Linked DNA regions of Sus scrofa: region 1 is linked to region 2. Evidence: chromatin contacts called from public Hi-C data. All regions are on one chromosome and are shown on one strand. The core of a region is the stretch at or near the end of the contact, and the rest is flanking DNA. Distances in the headings are between cores, read along the strand shown. Region 1 holds the start of PEX1 (peroxisome biogenesis factor 1). Region 2 holds the start of CYP51 (cytochrome P450, family 51, subfamily A, polypeptide 1).

Region 1 (3,566 bases), core at 210-2,709, 370 kb after region 2:
GCACAGGGCAGGGAGCAGCTACCTGGGACCAGGTGATAATAACTAACTCATCTCCAGCCAGAAGGAAGCTTATCAGGGCCAAGAGACTGCCTACTTTATAGTAAAAGAAATAATGGCAGGATCTGTTGAAATTAATGTGCTATGAAAGATAGGGGAAAATACTCTAGAAAAGGAGTTACAGAGAAGTAGCTAAAATGGAAAAGGGAGATATTTGAAATTATTGCAAACTGTTGAAATTACTGCAAACCAGTGGGTACTATGCATTCAGGATTTTCGAAGATTTCAAACAGCCTATCCTTTTAGCCCCTTAAGCAAGCACGCTCAAACTCGTAAACCAGGTGTCTCCACTTTACAATTAGGAAAATACAGATGTTGCATCTCTGTAACCATGCAAGTGTTAGAGCTATGAACCGCCACAACCACAAGGTGCAGAGCGCAAGTGAAAACAGAGGTTCAAGGAATTCTAACTACCTATGACCAAGTATGCATACTCCCACAGCACATTCCTGGAGCACCCCGGAGGTGTTTGGAGACACAGGAAGAAGGTTCATATTAATCTATCCCGCTCGTGGGACACAGGGCTCCACCTCTGTTAACCAATAGAGACTTCACAAACCAAGTCCGCCCCTCTTTCTGAAGGCCGGGACCACAGCCATGCAAGCACCTGGAAATCGCTGGCAGGAAAAACGTTTTCTAATAATGAAACAAAACAGAACAGAATCCCAAAAGACAAACAAACCCGACTTCTCAAGAGCTTTTCCAACCTGGAGTGAGGAATAGTTGAACGAAGAGGGAGAATATCGGGGCGTTTCAAAGCCCAGTTCCGGCGAGTAAAAGACCTGGAATACAGCAGGTCAACTCAAAGAAGCCGTGCTGCACTAGACGTGATGTGGCTGTCAAGAGCGCCCAGGCCAGCCCTGCCCGCAAGGGGTCCTCAGTGTGGCCTCTGAACCGGTCGGCGGGGCTGGGAAAGCAGCCCTAATCCCGCCGCCGGGAGAGGCCTGAGCGGCCGCTGCGTCCCTAAAAGGCCTGGGTCTCGGCCGACCGCAGACTGGCCAGCAGCTGTCCCAAGTCGGTGGTGAGAGCCCGGCACCAAGCGGGCGCCTTACCTGCAGCAGGTGTAGCTGGGCCACAAGGCGCCGCGGCAAGTGGAGGAAGCAGTCGCGAGCGTTGGTGAAGGCCACCGTCACGGCCGCCCCGCCTCCGCCAGCACCCGCCAGGCGATCGCCGCCCCACATTGTCTGCAGGCACCGACCCCCAGCCGCCCAACCTATCTTTCCCGGGCCAACCCCGCAGGTCGCGGGCGTCGGACCCGGAGACGATCGATCGGCCCCGCCCCCTAAGGCCCCGCGGCGCATCCGGAGCGGGAGGGGCCAGCACGCCTGCGCCTGTTCTCAGGGCCTTTCCGCCGCGCCGCTGGGGGGCGACACGTTCTTCACCAAATCCTCGCTCACAGGAAACGATGGCCGACGGTGTCGATTCTTCAGCCAATCTCGGAACGCCTTAACTCACCCCTCTCTCTTATTGGGTAAACGGTGGGGCAACGGGGCGGATGTTGTCGTTCGCGAGGGATAACACCGGCAAGATGGCGTTGAGCGGCGGGCAGCTAGGAGGCTTATTCGATCACCACGTCCAAAGGGCTGTATGCGACTCGCGGGCCAAGTATCGAGAGGGGCGCCGCCCTCGCGCTGTCAGGGTAAAGTGACTTTGGTTTCAATCGCTATCCCCGGTAGCTTTCTGTGAGTTCCAGCTTCACATGCCCAGCTTACGTAAATAACATCTTGAGAGGCTGCGGTCACATCGATTAACTGAAGAAGAATATGAAAAACGCTGGTACTCAAGTACCAAAGATGCTTGAGTGCTCTTTAGTCTACTGCTAGAACCTCAGCTCCGTGAGAAGAGGGCTGTGTTTCAGTCACTGTATCTTCCGTGTTTACAGTGGTCCTTGTTACATGGTAAACGCTCAGCGAATACTTGTTAACTCGTCCCTGTAACTTCTACCGAGCTAATTTGTGGAAAACACATTGATGGAAGATAATGTTACGTGCTTTAGCTAAAGGCCTTTGCAAGAAGGGTAAACTATTCATTATGTAGAGAGAGGGGCAAGTTTTTAGATTTCCTGTTTTTATGCAAACCAGTCGAAAGGTGTTTTTTTCAACTTTAAAAAAATATAGGATTAGATTTGTCCCAGGCTTCTTTGTGAAATACATTTAATGTGTCTGATTTCTTATAGGTTTACACGATCAATTTGGAATCTCGGTACTTATTAATACAAGGAGTTCCTGCAGTCGGAGCCATGAAGGAATTAGTTGAGCGATTTGCTTTGTATGGTGCAATTGAACAGTATAATGCTCTAGATGAATACCCAGCAGAAGACTTTACAGAAGTTTATCTTATTAAATTTCTCAATTTACAAAGTGCAAGGTAATATGCAAGTTAAACAGTGTCTCATTTTCTCCATTCCCGTTGCCTACATTTGGCCTCCCTCATTCATTTCTGAATTACCCAGTAACTAACATGACCCTGTATTCTTCTAGTCTTTTTAAATGTTAGCCCTACCAAACTCTTTCTATCACGTCATTCCCATGCTTAACAATTTTTTTGTGTGTGTAGTATGGTAGATTAAAAATTGGTTTGGGAGTAAATTTTCAAGTTTCACTGTTTACTAACATCATGACCATGGACAGGTTACTTGACCCCATTAAGACTGTTTTCTTATTCTTTAGACACCAGTATGGTAAAAGGACCTACTTACGGAGGTTGTGTGAGGATGACATGGATCCATGTATAGGGCTTAGCACAGTGCCTTCTATTCAGAAGGCAGTAAACATTAGGTATTGGATCTCTTATTTTATGGACCTGTGTAATTGAATCTCCTTCTATATAACATAAAATTTTCTCCAACAATTAAGTACGAAATGCCCTATCTCTTTTTTCCCTCATTTTAAAAAATGAAAGTGTTGATTTACAACCTTTCAGGTGTACAGCAAAGTGTTTCAGTTATACACACACACACACATATACCTATTTGTGTGTGTATACACACACACATTCCTTTTCAAATTATTTTCCTTTATAAGTTATTGCAGGATATTGAATAGAGTTCCCTGTGCTAACCAGTAGGTCCTTGTTGTTTATCTGTTTTACATATAGTAGTGTGTAGCTGTTAATCCCAAATCCCCAATTTAACCCTCTTCTTCCTTTCTACTTGGGGCCTTGGCTCTTTTTATGTTGACTCCTATTCTTATTGATAGGCTCCAAGACCCATCTTCTCTTGGCTGTTAGAATTCATATTTTCTTTTCTGTGCTACAGATAGCCCTTGTAGTCTTTCTGCCATAAATCACTTGGGTTAATGTCATCGTGTGTTGTTCTCAGGTTGCCGTTATATATAATCTCACTACCCTAACCAATTTGTCAGCTCCTCATGGTTAGGGATATTTTCTCATTGTGTATTTTAAGGAGTTTTGCATCTCTCACTCCACCTGGTACAGTAGGTCATGCAGTGTGACATCTGGATTTGAATCTTAGCTCCAAAAGCTAATGTGAGAATGGCCAAGTTATAAAT
Region 2 (3,583 bases), core at 567-3,066:
TATGAGGAAAAAATAATTTGAGGTATAGAAAGAAGGGAAATGTTTAAGAAGCTACATTCATCAGTAAACAGAACACATCTCAGGCTTCTCTCAACAAATGAGCTAGGGAGCCCCCATCTTGGCGCAGTGGAAACGAATCTGACTAAAAACCATGAGGTTGTGGGTTTCATTCCTGGCCCTGCTCAGTGGGTTAAGGATCCAGCATTGCCGTGAGCTGTGGTGTGGGTCACAGATGCAGCTCAGATCTGGCGTTGCTGTGGCTGTGGCATAGGCCAGCAGCTATAGCTCCGATTAGACCCCTAGCCTGGGAACCTCCATATATTGCAGCTGTGGCCCTAAAATGACAAAAGACAAAAAAAAAAAAAAAAAAAAAAGAGCTAGATTCACTGATTGTAAAGAGAGGAGCAGATCAGCTCTAGCAGGAACACCTTAGCACTTAAGGTATTTAAGATGCTCCAAAATGAGACTTGCAGATTATAACATGAAGTCTTCTGGAAATCAAACTTGCAATGCAGTCAAATGATAAAAAGGGACAGTATTCCACACATTACAAGGAGTCCAAAGAGTGAATTTGTAAGGAGCTCTACAAACTCACTCTTTAGACAATAGCAGCAATCTTAAAATATTAGGGAGTTCCCGTCGTGGCTCAGTGGTTAACAAATCTGACTATGAACCATGAAGTTGCCGATTCAATCCCTGCCCTTGCTGAGTGGGTTAAGGATCCGGCATTGCTGTGAGCTGTGGTGTAGGTCACAGACAGGGCTTGGATCCTGCGTTGCTGTGGCTCTGGCATAGGCCAGCAGCTACAGCTCAGATTCAACCCCTAGCCTGGGAACCTCCATATGCCCTTCCTTGGGTGTGGCCCTTAAAAAAAAAAGAAAAGAAAAGAAAAAGCTACCTGGTCAATGGTTTGTACATTCCATTGTCAGTAAAAGGGTAGTTTTAAAAGCTAGTTGGTGTTGGCTGGTTAAGGAAGCATTCATCAAATATATTAAGGACGTATGAAGCTAGTAGTCAATAAAGCCACTAAGTTAGAGAAATTGATATTAGCATTATAGGAAGATCCCTACAACACTCCAGCCACAGCCACTCAAATCAAACTGAACACATCCCCCTGGTACTGATGGAAATCGCCATAGGACACTATGCCACAGAAGGGTGGCCACCAGGACTGAAGCTGCCACTAATAACACCACCAGGACCTGCACTCCCCGGGGGCCAAAAACACCCCTTCAGCTGCCAGTAGAGCATCAAGACGCTCAGCGCCTCACCTGCTACGCCGGTCATGACCATTAGGACCACCGGTGCCTTGGCCAGCATAGCCATCACTACGACCAAAATCACGGTCACTTCGACCCCGGCCAGGACCAGACACGAGGCCACCACTATAAACACGACCCAGCACCAAGTCCAGCAAGGTCAAGGCAGTTGCCACCGCCAGCGCCAAGACAGTGCCACTGCCACCCTCCCCCGACCCCAGTCCCCAGCGCGCCCGCGGCCACTGCCCAGCCCAGCACCACCGCTGTCCCAGGCCCCCGTTAGCCCTTCGGCCGCCCTCATCGGAGCAGCTGCCCTCATTGGAGCGTCCCTCGCCTGAACCCCTAGGGGTGACGTACCGCTCCAGCCGGCAGTGGGGCCAGGTGGCCGATGGCTTGGCGGAACAGGTAAACTAAGATGAGCGTGAAGGCGCAGGCGAGGAGCAGACTGGATAGGAGATTGACGCCAGTTACCTGCTCCATCGCCTGCCCAAGCACCGACCCCCCAGCTTGCAGTAAGCCCAGCAACACCATCCCGGCCGCCACCCTCACGTCAGTTTGCTGGGGATTCTGGAGGCCGAGGTCGCCGCGGCTCCTCCGAAACCACTGAGGGAGACTAGCCAGCAGATGGGCGTCGGAAAGCGGCGCCGGCCCGCAAGCCCCCTGCTGAACCCAGCCGCACCCCCTACTGCCGGCTCCCTCACGCACCACCCTGTACGTCACAGGAGTGGGAGGGGCTTCCTATGCCCACGCCCCATAAATTGTACTTCGTGCCGCGGTCATCTCCTTACGCAGGAGAGAGGACCTGAAGAATAATGCTGCACCTGTCGCACGGGTGGTACAGAGACAGACCAGAATGTGGCCTAAGAGGAGATAACCTCAGAATCGCGGTCCACCCCAACTTGGGTGTGCTGGGTGCGGGGCGCCAGGTCACGCGACCGGGATGAGATGGGCGGAAGGATCTCAAGGCGAGGGTTGTGAAGGTGGGGCAGGGGGAGCGCGCTTCGTGATTGCACCGCGCGCGCGTGAGGTGATCTCGGCCTATGTCGCGTCAGCTGGGCGGGTGTCTGAAGCACCGCCCCTTGCCCGGGCGCGCGGACCCGCCACAGCCGAACCTGCTCCTGGGCTGCTTCCTGGGATTTGGGGGAGTCTCTACGTTTTATGAAAATGGAGTTTGTGAAAGACGCCGTCCAGACACTGAAAGGTGGGACATTTGATGTCAGTCCCACCTCACCCCGGGTAAAACCAGTCTGATAGATGTTCAAAAGCGCGCTTCAAGGTAACAAGTCTCGCTTGTTGAGTATTCTGCGTTATACAAAAACAGGTTTTCCGAACCAACTTTAATGTTCAAGGCCGTCGTCACCTATTTCAGGCAACATTTCCCAAGAACGACAATTATTCTAGCTTTTTAGGACCAGAAAGGTTTTTAAGCGGGAGTTAAATCCTATGATTACAGTCGAGCTGGTTTCATCCTCTCCTGTGGTTTCAAATGAACATGTATAGAAAATGACTGCCAAATGGAACCCTCCTTTTAGATGACTGTCACAGACTCCCGACCAGATTCGTTTCTTTATTTAATCAGCGTTAAGAGCTAGGTGTCGTGCTAGGCACTGAGGATTCGGCAGGGAGTGAGAAAACTCGGCAAGGCCCTCTTGGAAGAAGCGGTAATAGCTAATTGCCTGTTGTGACACCGCTGGCTGGAGATCTGACACTCAAAGTTGATGCCAAACTAAACGTAAATCTCCGCCTTGCTCCTCCTGCAGTGCCTCTCAGGAAAGGCAGCACCGCCCACAAAATTGCCCTATTCCTCTGGTCCTCATGGCTGATCAGTCGCCAGGTCCTGTAATTCCACCGCCTTAAAAGTTTTTCCAGGCGTTCCTGTTATGGTTCAGCCGATTATGAACCCGACTAGTATCCATGAGGATGTGGGTTTGACCCCTGGCCTCTTTCAGTGGGTTAAGTATAGGGCCTTGCTGAGCTTTGGTGTAGGTGGCATATGTGGCCAGAATCTCTTGATTGGTGATGTAGGTGGGCAGCTGCAGCTCTGATTGGATTCCTAGCCTGAGAACTTCCATATGCCTCAGGTGTGGCCCTAGAAAGCAAAAAAAAAAAAGTTCTCTCCATTCTTGTGCCACCTCCTTAGCTCAGGTCCTCCTCATTGCTTGTCTGCATTACTGCAGGAATGCTACCTGATCTCCACTGCCACGCTTGTCTTTATCCTCCAGACTGCTGCCATTTCTTCTATCATTAAAGCTGTGTTGTAATCATCTCTATAGGTTTCCTCTGTTACAAGATGAACTTCAGAATATAGGGGTGGTGTCTTGTTT

Evidence for each region. A called contact is a pair of places that touch in the nucleus more often than the background predicts.
Region 1: a Hi-C map of liver shows a contact between it and region 2, with 4 times the contacts expected there. The contact joins the promoter of PEX1 here to the promoter of CYP51 in region 2. A contact is called at or near these places in 3 of 47 Hi-C or Micro-C datasets (heart right ventricle and liver) and 1 of 2 datasets of contacts at active chromatin or transcription factors (alveolar macrophages).

Annotation. Positions count from the first base shown.
Region 1 is chr9:72,443,259-72,446,824 of Sscrofa11.1, forward strand. It overlaps PEX1 (peroxisome biogenesis factor 1), which reads right to left and starts at 1,460. Exons shown (of 23, transcript XM_021102380.1): 1 at 1,110-1,460. The coding sequence starts at 1,358. RBM48 (RNA-binding protein 48) reads left to right here and starts at 1,553. Exons shown (of 5, transcript XM_003130141.5): 1 at 1,553-1,696; 2 at 2,234-2,424. The coding sequence starts at 1,553.
Region 2 is chr9:72,077,331-72,080,913 of Sscrofa11.1, forward strand. It overlaps CYP51 (cytochrome P450, family 51, subfamily A, polypeptide 1), which reads right to left and starts at 1,817. Exons shown (of 10, transcript NM_214432.1): 1 at 1,617-1,817. The coding sequence starts at 1,790. It overlaps LOC102158687 (a long non-coding RNA gene), which reads left to right and starts at 2,399. Exons shown (of 3, transcript XR_002347031.1): 1 at 2,399-2,535.